Linked DNA regions of Rattus norvegicus: regions 1 and 2 are each linked to region 3. The links are chromatin contacts, called in public Hi-C maps. All regions are on one chromosome and are shown on one strand. The core of a region is the stretch at or near the end of the contact, and the rest is flanking DNA. Distances in the headings are between cores, read along the strand shown.

Region 1 (4,170 bases), core at 731-3,230, 460 kb before region 3:
TCTGCAGCTGGTCCATCCCGAGGTCTGAAAGCACAGCAGTCATACCTCTGTGTTGCCTCGCGGATGCAGCCTTTCCGTAAAGAGCATAGATGGATGATCATTGCTGGGTAAACGTTTGCAACTGACTACACAGCATCCCACTGTTCCAGTGTGGTCTGCCTGGCTAGTTCACTCTTCCTCCCTGATGATGAGGGAAGATCTGTAAAAGATATTCTAGGATGCTTTTATCCACGGCACTGTTCTGAGTGGTGGTGGTCAACAACATGTCTCCCTTCTGGACAATGTTTGAATTCAATTATGCACAGAATGCATCGATGTGTTAACTCTACTTGCTTAAAATATTAAGTTAATGCATCTATTCAAATAGAGTGGTTTTATGTCCTTGTTCTGTGCTATTTGCTTACAAAAGAAAAACATGTCATATCCGGCCAGTAATCATATTAAAAAAGGCCCACAACTAGACCATAAGGCTATACGACATCTGTCAAAATGATGTCATAACCAACCTGTTCTGAGAGAACCCAAGAGGCTGTCTGCCATATATGCCCATTCTACCAGCCCAGTCCCAGTGAGAGCATTGGATTAGAGCTGTAAACTGGAATTTATGTCCATAAGAAATGAATGGACCAGATTAACATTCAAGAATACCACTTTTCAAAAATATAACAACCTCAATAGAAAAACCTATACTCAATATAGTTATTGTATCTCTATATTTTTGTTTTTTTCTAGAAGAATCTCAAAGGGCATATAATTTCAAATTCTATGCCTTTTGGACCATGATCGCCCTAAGTGTACTTTTCCAAATCATTCACTTTCTGACTCTTGTTTTCCCCATAAGACTGTCTGTGGCCCAATCGTAATTCTGAGCATCTGGTATCTAGTGTTCTTGGCTCTTCTAAAACCCCTGACTTCTGGAACTCTAGAATTCTTTAAAAAATGGGTTTGGTCACACTTTAAAACAGAAGCAATGCACAGTTAAGAGTGACATCTGGCCTTGCCCTGGGCCCACCCCATACTCCATCTCATTCTGCTCAACATCCAAGAAGGATATGTACATCATGAAGACTAAAAGGCTAACGAGTTGGGTCAAGGGCACACAGCTGGAGTTGAGTGGCTTTTCATTTATATTTATGGAGGTCTGAATCCAAAGCCAGTGTCCTGTCGGTTGCCTCGAATTAACAGAGACTTTTCTTAGGAAAAATCTGCCCAATGATATGCAAAAGCATTTGTTCATGCTTCAGTATCTCTCCTGAAATCTTCATGGTTAGAACTAGTCATATAACTTCTCTTTTCTCCTTGATATATGAGTTTCTTTCCTTTAGCCTTATCCCTTTTGGATAGAACAGTGGACAGATCTACCCTATGGAAGCTTTCCTAGGACTGACTGAAAGTTTTCAACCTAAAGAGAAAATGAAGGCAGGCTTTTGAAATGGCTAAATCTCAAAATATAGATTGGTAACACTTTGGCAGAACTGGTCTGGACCCAGAGCTCAGTGTGGGCTGTATTTCCTCAGCGCTCAGCCCTCTTAGCAGGCATCTAAAGATGGTTTTTGACTTTGAAGAATACATAGGCATGAATATTTGCCCTGTTAAAGGGATATATTTTATTTGTTCATTACTGAAGAAAGATATACTATACTAAGTAAGGTTTCATTTGCTTTTTATTTATAAAATAACAGTGTCTCCACATTTTGAAGCTATAGGTTATTTTCTACAAAACAAAATCCATACAGAAACTGCCAAATATAAAACTGTTAAGTGTGGAAGTGCTTGGCTGGAAGTTAGGCATTCACAACTCCAAGGCTCCCCCAAGAATCTCCCACACACACGCTTAGTTGATTTGTGGTACTGTAAGACAGTCTGTAAGACACACTGAGGACAGCACCACTCTGGATTTTTTGGAAGGTCATTTCTAGTTCTGACGTCCAAGGACCCTGTAGATTTCCATCTGTTCTGTCCTCTGACCACACCAATGTCACAGCATGCTCTAGCCCTTCCACAGGGCATCTTCTTCAGGTCTTCATCATTTCCACTCTGGGAGCTGAGCCCGCCCCAGCTCACTACTTCCGGTTCCTCCACCATTAACATTACAGCGCTTGAGCTAGTCTGCTGAGGTCCCTCCCTGTCTTTATTCTCCTCACTGTATTCACAGACCAGGACATCTATATCCCCAAACAATTTACAAACACATTTCTCTACAATGGTGTATTATGGTATGGCAAAGGAAACGGTGTTTCTATGTTGTTCATTTCTGAAAGAAGTGGAGATCCCAGCTCAGAGCAAACCAATGCCAATGACTTGAAGTTTGGGCGGCTGGCTCATACTGCTACTGCCTCCCAGTGGTCCTTCTAGTCGCTCGTAATAATGATCATCTAACAGAGGGATGAGAATTTTCATGAAACCGCATACCACTTCGGAGGAACGGTGTACAATGCAGTAGGTATCCACCTCAGGCGAGTTATCATTCACCGCTGATATCAGTCATAATGCACCATTAGAAATCGGCTGAGTCTCTTCCAAAAGAACATGTTCTGGAACATTACACCTCAGCTTTCTAATTTAAGCAGTGTAAGGGTAGAAAACAACCACTCTAAACAGTGGAGATGACTCCTAATTATCAAGGTTTTGTGTGAATTAAAACAGGATGTACTAACTTTTCCACTAAATACCTAGCAGATAATTGGGGCTTATTTCACAGTAGCAATTTTCGTTCTGATTGAAGGCTTTGGATGGAGACATTGGACAAATATTTTAAACACCCTGTATCCCAAAGCAGAAAGACAGCTCACTGATGTTCAGCAGGGAAGATATCAAGGTTCACTGTCCCTTTTTTCTGTCATATATCCACTAGCATTACGGGAATTGTGCAAGTTAATGACGAAACCCAATAGAGGTCCAAATTATTATTAAAGCATAAATGATATAAATTTTCCCAAAGTATATCATATTAAATCATTTCCTCAAAAAAGGCAAGCAAAGCCAGGAAGATAAAAACATTTTGAAAAACTCAAAGAATCCTGTCTTTTCCCCAATGTCAAATAATGGGGCCTCAGCAAGAACTATTTTGCTTTTCTGTGAGGTAACTCTTTATCCAAAAATTATTAGAAGAATGCTAAGGATGTTTCTTAGTCAGATGCTAGGTTGTGGCAGTATCCCTTCACTTTAAAAGTTTCTTTTTTAAATTTACATGAAGCAGTTTTCTTACAATTTTATCATAAGGAGGAGTTGGTGGAGGTGGAAATGCTATTTGAGGATTAGCTTTTCAAGAAAAGATGATCTGAAACACTTCAAAAAATGAACCAAATAAAACAGCATTTGAAAGGCAAGACACGAAGTGGCAGGTCATACAATTCATGTCTACATACCAATTGGTTAAGCCGGAAGTATAAGCAAATGATTCCTTTCATGTGATCATTCCAAATGTAACTTTTGATATTGTTTTTCCTGGTTATAAAAACTAAGATTTAGAGACAAACACCGAGAAAGGTAAGCCTACAAAAGAGTGGTTCCAAAAACATGGACTCAAATACCCCACTTTAGAGAAATTTAAGGAGATGATCATCCATCACTCTCCTCTGGGCTTCTCCTCTGTCACTAAATTGGATTGTACATATATTTCAAGCTATGGTTAAGCAAATCCAGTTACCATGGTGACATGATACCCCTTTAAATTCAGTATGTGATATCTAATTTTGGGTGTTAACTATTTGGGTGCAAGTTTCAGACAGACTGATAAAAAACATTACCCAGTTTTTTTTTTGTTTTTTTTTGTTTTTTTTTTTTTTTTTAAATTGCCCTGCCTTTGACCTGGTCAATCTTTTCTTCACTTAGACTGAATCTAATTTTTTTCTACATGATTTAAGTAGATGGTTTCTCCTTTCTGAAACTGGCTGCAGGACTTTAAAAATAACACAGAGAGGCAAGCAACTTCTCCTATGTAGGATAGAAGAAAGTTCAACATGTGAAAACAAGCAAAATCATTTTTTAAAGAATTTCCTTGCTAGCCCTCATTAAAAATGACATTTTCAAAATAAATCCCTAATATTAGAGCTTGTTGGGCTCTCTAATTTTAGTCTTTTCCCTCCCACACCCAGTCACGAGCTTTGCATTTTTCAAGTCACACTCTCTGGCTTAAGAATGAGGGAGCTGTTTTACATGGAAAACAGT
Region 2 (4,291 bases), core at 510-3,009, 280 kb after region 3:
GAGTTACTGGCAACTTGAGCTGCCATGTGGGTTGAAGGAAGCAAACTCTGACCCTTTGCAAGAGCAGTAGTTGCTCTTAACTGCTGTGCCCTCTCTCATACCCCTCCCCTTTCTCCTTTTTATTCAATCAGATCCCAGCCTATGGGAGAGCTGGACCCATACTCAGGGTAGGCCTTCATTCTCACTTAAGTGTTCTGGAAACACTCTCACAGACACATCCAGGGGTGTGTTTCCATGTTGATCCTAAACCCAGTCACGTTGACAAAGAAGCTGGACCTTCATCACGGTGAAGATTTTACTCACAGGCAAATGACTAAAAACGACAGAGCATGTGATTGGGACACCGGTCCTTCTCGTTCCAACTCGGTCCCCACTCGGTCCCCATTACACTAGCTACACCTCGCCTCTGTTTCCAGTTTGACTTTGAGGACTTTCACCAAATGGACTATCGATGGTTTTACACGAAGCTTTTCAAGAATGGAACAAAATCTCTGAAGGCGAAGCAGCCCCTGTCAGAACAGCACAAGAAACCTGAAAAGAAAAAAAAAAAAAATTGATGCCTCTCTGACCAACTTCGGAGTCATCGCACCATCACGAGGCACTTTGGTCTGTGAAGTGTCTACAGTTTGGTTTCTTGATTTATACTTAATTTTAGAGCACCCAACCGGGATGTGGGCTTCAGCTGAAGAACTCTGGGATACAGGCCGTGGGACCATTGCCATTCTGAAAGCATCACTGAATTCTGACTCACCATTTATGGACAGCCTGTTCTGCCTTGGGCACTGTGTGTCACTTCCCTCACACCCCATGCTCTGGGTCACTATACCACCTTTGTGGTGCCAGCGATGTGATGACGAACCAAGTTATCAGATAAACTGCTCTCTTCTCTTCCTTTACTTGATTTAAATACAGCCCGTGGATGTCACACCAGTCAAACAACGCCCTTCCGCTAGCCAGTACTTTTCCGTTACCTTGTTGTAAGCACATCTGGCCCTGAACTTGATCCAAGTCAGGCAAGATACATCCTAGACAGCTAGAGGTTAATAAGCATCTGAGTGGTTAAATTTAGCCTTTATTCTACTATCCCGAAAAGGGCTAGTTCCCCTTGGAATGTGGGTTTTGTTCCATTGCCAAGTCTCGTGTAAAACTAATAATAGACCCACTTGGTGAGAGTCCTTAAGTAAAATTAGAAAGCGAGGCAAACCGCACAGGTAGCCGATCCCAGATTGCGGTTCTGGGACTGGTCAGTGGAGGGCGCCACTCGCCGAGCTGTCTAACTGAAGGTTTAGATCTCTCAATGTCTCTGCTAAACTGAGCATTTCAAACACCTTCATACAGTCGCTGTGAACATTAAACAACATGAGAAAGTGCACGGCACATACTAGCTACTTCACACGTGTTCCTTTCCTTTTCTTCTACCCCAGCCCCACCCCCAATCCCCAAAATTAACGTTGCCATTAAATTTGCCAAATAAGGCAAAGACTACTGAGGTCGATTGCAGCTGCAAGATTACAGAGTCTCTCTGTCCCACCCAAGTGCTTAAGAAGTGTCGGGCACAATCCAAACTCCAAAGGATGTTAAATGCTGTTCCCCTGCCACCCACTCTAGCCACCAGGGCCCCAATGCACATTAAAATAAGATTAGGGCAATGATTTAAGCTGAAAATTGGGCTGCCAGGGGAAAGCACGGGCCTCACTCCTGGGGGATTAACTATACCTATGGGTTCAGCGGCAGGCGCCTCGGGCTGCCTGACGTCAGCGCCCCGGGTTGTTTTTGCCCCCCGCAGTGTGGGAAGGAATGGGAGTGGAGTGGGTGAAGGAGAGCGGTGCCTCTCCAGCGCCAGCGTAGCCCGCCGGCGCCCTCTAGTGATTCTTAGCCGACACAGGTTTCTCTAAGAAAACAAAGCCGGGAGCCAGATATAGATAACTCACAGGTTTTATCCTCGCTCTCCTCCTAGGTTCAGAGAGTTCCCCAGCACCAACCATCACAGGAAGTTGCTGATGAGAGAGAGGAGGAGTATTAGTACTGCTTTGTGGCAGTCCTGAACAAACCTCCAGTTTAGGAAGTGATAAGGACTTTAATATTTGGAGAGAGTTCTGAAATGTTCTTAGCAGTCTTCACAAAAAAAGCAGATGGCAGCAGAGAAGGGAGATTTAGACCGCCCTCCATGAGCTGGCTTCTCCTGGAGACAGTCTGGCTGCCACTGCATACCAGGACGGATACCCATGCTCAACAACAAACAGGAGGCAGTTACAGCTCCTCCTGTGTGTCTACTTCCTGTGTCAATTTCATGAACCATGGCGAAAATAGGCAGTAAAGCTCTATCCTGCTTAGGAATAAATAATAAATGATCTGGACTCCACAGCAGGCAGGTCTAGAGAGGAGAAATATTTTGTATATATTGCCTTACTTCAGCAGGTGAGAGGAAGAAGCAGCGTTCTACAGATGAGGCGTGGTGGTTTCAGGAGAGGCAACGTTCACTCCCACCCCAACTCAACCAGAAACACACATACACACAGAATCACATACAAATGCACAAATACAGACACATACACACACAGTCACACATACATCATACCTACACACAGAGAAATGCATATAGACCCACACACAGGCACATACACTCACAGTCTCACACACACACATCACACAAATGCACACAAATGAACATATGCACACACATTACACACACACGCGTGTGCACACACACCACACACACACACACCAGAAATGTAACTTGGCCGTGTTAGATTAAGAAAACAGAAAGCCATTAGCTTATCTCTGAACTCTGAGCCCCTGTTACAAACTACCACTTAAACATCAACAAACTGAACAAGTATTTATTTGTTCATTAATTTATTTTGAAACAAGTTGGTTCCCTGTGGCCCAGTCTGACCTTGAACTTCTGATCCTCCTGCATCTGCCTTCTGAGTGCTGGGAATTCATATGTAAGCTACCACACATAAGAGGTGTATATGGTTTGTTACAGAAAGTGCGGACTTTGGTCAATCATAAACAGCCTCACCCTTCAGCCAGTTATAGGCCTCCTGTATTGGTTTGCCTTCTGTTGTTGTGTCAAACACCAGGTAAAGACAACTTGGAAAAGGAAAGGTTTGCCTTACCACTTAGAGTTCATCATGAAGGAAACTCAGGGCAGAAAGAAACTCAGGACAATCCACGAGGGCAAAGGGAGCAGAAGCAGCAACCAGGGTCCAGATGGCTTAGAGTGATGGAAGAACAAGAGTTCTTAGGGTTACCTGCAGGAAGAGCCGATTGGTCACAACACAGCACTGAATCATCACACGGGCAAGAAGAAGAAGAACCAAGACTCGTATTGAATCTCAAATCAGGAAGCTCTCTGCAGGGTCATCCCCAAATGAGGTCAGGCAGCTATGCTTAGAGGCACTCCCCAATCTCCAATTAAGGTTGGCTGGAGAAGAGGAAACCCTACCGGGAAAAAGTCCGCCATTTTGCGCTGAGCTTGGAGAGCTCTCTGGACATGGTGGACTGCAACCTTAACAGAAGGTTCTTCCAACGATAGTCCGACAACCTCAATTTCACGTTTCTATCCTCCAGGACTAAAGGAGAATATTACTCTAGCGGGGTAGTGGGGACGGTAGTGTTTGCTTGCTTTGAGACAGGGTCTCACTGTGTAACCCTGGATGGCCGGAAACTTGCTGTGTGGACTAATTTGGCCTTGAGTTCTTGAAGTTCTGCCTCTGCGTCCTGAGTGTGGGGATTAAGAGTATGCAATATTCCCGTTGCTTTTAAGCCACTCACTCTGTGGCAATCTTTAAAGGCAACCCCTAGGAAATTCGTCTGAAGATGTACAAATCTAAAGAACTACAAAGAAATATGTCACAGGTGGCCATATAATGAAAAACAGCAGGAGGTGATAAGTTTGGACACGGTGATGAGGAGCATGTGACATTGCAGCTGATGCTATCTAGAAAAACCCAGGGGGAAAAAGGCAGCAAAAAAAGACCTTTTCTAGAAGTCAGCCAGAAAAGCACTATTTTGTGACAGTAGCCCTACCAACTTTTGGATCTTTAAAGTTATTTCAAAATGTGTTCCTTGGGCCCTCACATGGTCCACCTGAATTCCTACAGCAGCCATGAGTAGAGAAAGATGGCAAAAGAGGACTCTTGGTCCCTGATATATCTACACATCAGAGCAGGACCTGGTTCGAGCTTCCCACGAGGTTGCTTCCCAGCAGCATTGACATAAGAAGTTTCCACAGCTGAGAGAAACCTCGGAAGCCATTGTTCAGAGCTTAGGGAATCAAGGACTA
Region 3 (4,152 bases), core at 1,392-3,891:
TCTCAATTCATAATAATGTCCAGGTAAGCATATGTTACTATCTCAGGTTAGTCACATTGATATCCCAAAGTAAAGTGAATGACTTTGGGGTAAAACTTTCCCATTCCTGTATAAATTGTCCCAGTTTACAAAGGTAAGCTCTGAGGAGAATAGAAATCTATCTAAACCAAGTAAAGGCAGAAAAACTCCCCTCTGATGTTCTACTGGTAACATAGACATCTCCAGAAAATGCACAAAAGAGCTGTGAAAAAGCAAAGCATCATCTGACAAGAATCTACATTCTTAAAGCTGGAAGAAAGTTCTAGGATTCCTACCATTGTACTCTCCTCTGTCAACAGAGCTACACCAATTGCAAGCATAGTACATAGTAGCCCTCATCTGAACTATGTTGTTCTGGCTGCTTTTCTAATCCACCATTTCGTTTCTGATAAGGAGAGCCCAGCATAGACTTCATTCCTTCCTTGGGTGTCAGGATGTTCAACATCAGGATGCCAGTGTCAGCATCAGCACCTGTACTTGTTATCTAATACCAAGTGGAAAACACCAAAACATACAGGCAACATTAAATGGACTCAATGGGCTGTATTTATATATTTATGCGCTTGTATAAAAATAATAATAAATACATGAATGTAGTGGGGGGCTGGAGAAGCCACTAGCAGAAAGGTAAGTTGGGGGAAGGCAGAAGAGGAGAGCTGGGCAAAAGCCTCCTTGATTGGCATTCATGCTTAGGAAGTTATTAAAGGGTCATCAGGGAATCCTCCAGCCCAAAAGAATCTTGGAAGGTATCTAAGGCTCTCGGTATTGTCACCTTGGCCAGACTTTCATCCAGCCTGGGGAATCACAGCCACCTACATTTCTATAACTTCAGGCCTTTGAATACAATTCTCAGGTCAAACTCAGATTTCTTCAGCTATCATTGAAGTCTTCTATTAGTGAAGGTTCAAACGACTTATGAAGTTTACAGGAAAAACGTGTACATCGTGCTGCATGCCTTTGATCCCAGCACTCTAGAGGAAGGGGCAGTTTTGAGCCATCTCCTTTACTTAACGAGTCCAGGATAGCCAGAGATGTATAATGAAACCTTGTCCTCAAAACCAGAACGTGGCCTCTCTCAGCACGTATGGGAAAAACACGAACACATTTCAGTGCAAGAGATTTGGCTCTAAGAGAACTTGCTTCACATAGTTTGATGTGAATTTTGACCTGAAGTCATTTAAGTTGTGATGGAGTGCCTCTGTAGATCACTAACCAACAGAATCACGAAACTCAGGACCCAGTGCAAACACGTGATCTAAGAAGGGCATGAGTTCTAATTTCTCCCACTCCTGACTTCTCCAGGCATTTTTTTTTAAAGGCACCTGAAACAGAGATGTTTGAAAAGTCAATTTCACATGGCTATACTCTGAATTTTTTTAGGAAATCAGACAAACTGCCTTTGGTTGAAAAGTTTACCTTCCTAAAAGACATAATCATACATTATAACAATATCATATAGCCTATATTACATAATGTTATATAATTTAAAATAACTATGCTAGGATCATTTATTCTCCTAGTCGATTTAATCTTTATGGCAACAATATAATGTTAAACTATTCTAGCCCCATTTACATGTAAGAAAATCAGACAAAAGGAGGTTAAATCGCTTGTCAAGTCTCCACAGGAAGTAAGCTTTGCAGTTAGAGTTTGACTCTGGCTTTCAGAACCATGTTCTTACCTACCGCATTAGTCTTCATCTGGACCTTCCCTGACCATGGTATTTTGGTAGAAATTTGCAGTGGCACATTTTTCACACAATAAATGAAGCTCAAGATCATCAGATCACACTATGAATCCCTCTGTTATAGTCACAGATGTGTGTGTGTGTGTGTGTGTGTGTGTGTGTGTGTGTGTGTGTGTGTGTGTGGTGTTGAATTCAGAAAAGATATTATTTTGGTTTTTTTAAAGATTTATTTATTGTATATAAGTGCACTGTAGCTGTCTTCAGACACACCAGAACAGGGCATCAGAACCCATTACAGATGGTTGTGAGCCAATATGTGGTTGCTGGGATTTGAACTCAGGACCTCTGGAAGAGCAGTCAGAGCTCCTAATCACTGAGCCATCATTCCAGTCAGAAAAGATTTCTTAAGAATTCCAGTTACAGGAAAAACAAAAATAGAAACTTGGAAGTTTCTACTTCACCCGCCCTGACCATTCACTTAAGAATGTTATCAAAGCAATCTTTTGACTCACAGTGGTAACCACTGACCCTGGACAATCAAATCAGCTTTTCTACAGAAAGCTTGGGGTGGCGTAGCTTGAATCAGAAAGAGTCCTCAGTCCACCCTTGGCCTGAAAATAAGGAGGTAATGAGGGAGTATAGGGAGTCTTGAAAACTAGCTGTTCTAAATTGAACAAGCACTGGTTATTCAGCAAGCCATCTTGTCCTGTACCTAAACACCCAAAAGACTATTCACCCCCACACAGCCCTTGACACAGGAAAACAAAACTAACAGTACAGAGCTCTCGGCTAGCTCCTGCACTTTTGCTTAATATTTTTTTTCCTTTTTTCGTTTTCCCCCCTGCTTTGTGCACTAGCCTGACATTTCTCTTTGTTCCTATGGGCATGTATCCAGCTCCTTCCCACATATCTCTTGCCTGGCAAGCAGAGTGTCGACTCCCAACATGATTCTGCCCCCACAGAGCATGCAGCGTGTGCTATGCTGTGGGTGGCAGAGGAGAAAGGAGCCATGGCGCAGCCCTAGAAATATTAATCTCTCTGGTGCCATTATGCAGGGTCTCAACACCTCTACGGGATCCTCAGCAAAATGGATTTGTCGGTGCAGGGAAGCAGTCAGTCTTGTTTAGTGCCCACTGGCTAAGGCAGGAATTGGTGGGAGGGATGTTGAGGCCTTTTGCACTCTGGGAGCTTTGTGGAAGGATGAGCCAGCAGCCATGATACAAAGACAGTGAAATGCAGTGCTTTATGTCACATATATTAATCTATGTTGTCTTATATTTAAAATTTTAATAATTTTTATTATTAATAATAATCTGCTTAGTCCTCTGATTAAATAAGGAAAGAACATTTTCCTTAAAGGAAGAAAAGATCATGATCAATGATACAATCTACCAGTCATTATTCAATGGAAGATGCTCATACAGTTGTAGCAACTTATGGAGGGAAATCAAGGAGTCTCTACCATTTCTCCTGGACTTCTTATCAAAGGCTACGTAGTGATCTTTTATCTTCGACCATTGGAAAATAACATAAAATCAGAAGCTTTCTACATTTATATCTATGTTAAGCATGTGTGATAGACAAAATAGCATTTACCAAGGTCAAAAATATCTGACGTGTGGTTAGTGTTTATCGTAGATTGACATCTCACAAGAACCTCATGCTTTTGGTTCTGTGAAATGGGGACCAGAATATGAGACTTGCTCACATTTTCTTAGGCAGTTCTCCGGATGACGTAATGTCGATATCCAGTTCACGTGGTGCCAAAGTCTGCTATCTTTCCAGAAGAAATACGTGATGTCAAGTTCAGCATTACCATTTCATGCATCTCTCTTATACAGAAATAAAGTGTTTTCCCAGATCTTTCAAAATGCAGACTGTTTAAATCTTCAAAGAAACCCAATACTGAAGTCTCGGTGCCTAAACTGAGCCTGGGTTTGTGATTTTCCTACAGGTACCAATCAACTGCCAGATGACCAAAAACCAAAGACGACCGAGACGCCCTCTGCATCGCTAACAACTGCAAAAACCATCTCACAGATTCAGGGTATGATTTTTGTGTATCTAGATGGAAACTTCTTCTACTTCACTCTTCTTTATGGAATAAATACTATCCATCTTCATTTTTGAGACACACTCTTGCAGGGTGAGAGAAAATTTTGCATTTGCGACATCATAACGATAAATCATGAATATATCCTTAAATGGGAGCAGAGGGAGGGTTATGTGGATTATCATATTTATCAAAGGTGACTTTAGCTATGTTCTTTCTCAAAATAACAGATACTGAGGATGGGAAGATCACAGCCACTACATCAACCACCCCCTCCTATTCCAGTGAGTAGCATATGTATTTCCATTCCTGGAAACAGACACACAGAATATGTGAGTGAGAACAATGAAGGAATGGGGCTGTGGATAGCCTG

What was found. Hi-C and Micro-C count contacts between places; a contact is called where the count stands out from the background.
Region 1: a Hi-C map of frontal cortex shows a contact between it and region 3, with 2.1 times the contacts expected there. The contact joins two enhancer-like sites.
Region 2: a contact with region 3 is called in a Hi-C map of the A7r5 cell line, with 2.9 times the contacts expected there. The contact joins two enhancer-like sites. A contact is called at or near these places in 4 of 12 Hi-C or Micro-C datasets (the A7r5 cell line, the Rat2 cell line, Schwann cells and 1 more).

The regions. Positions count from the first base shown.
Region 1 is chr2:228,170,326-228,174,495 of GRCr8, forward strand. No RefSeq gene overlaps it. Among named protein-coding and RNA genes, the nearest start is that of Ppp3ca, 330 kb to the left of the region's middle. Within about 2 kb of position 1,981, at least 3 of the 93 cell types and tissues checked have an H3K27ac peak or open chromatin away from gene starts, as enhancers often do.
Region 2 is chr2:228,911,057-228,915,347 of GRCr8, forward strand. No RefSeq gene overlaps it. Among named protein-coding and RNA genes, the nearest start is that of Ddit4l, 110 kb to the left of the region's middle. Within about 2 kb of position 1,760, at least 50 of the 93 cell types and tissues checked have an H3K27ac peak or open chromatin away from gene starts, as enhancers often do. A contact at or near this core is called in the A7r5 cell line and Schwann cells, where this site is marked.
Region 3 is chr2:228,626,665-228,630,816 of GRCr8, forward strand. Emcn (endomucin) reads left to right here. Exons shown (of 12, transcript NM_001004228.1): 6 at 3,681-3,773; 7 at 4,010-4,063. Among named protein-coding and RNA genes, the nearest start is that of Emcn, 64 kb to the left of the region's middle. Within about 2 kb of position 2,642, at least 32 of the 93 cell types and tissues checked have an H3K27ac peak or open chromatin away from gene starts, as enhancers often do. A contact at or near this core is called in the A7r5 cell line and Schwann cells, where this site is marked.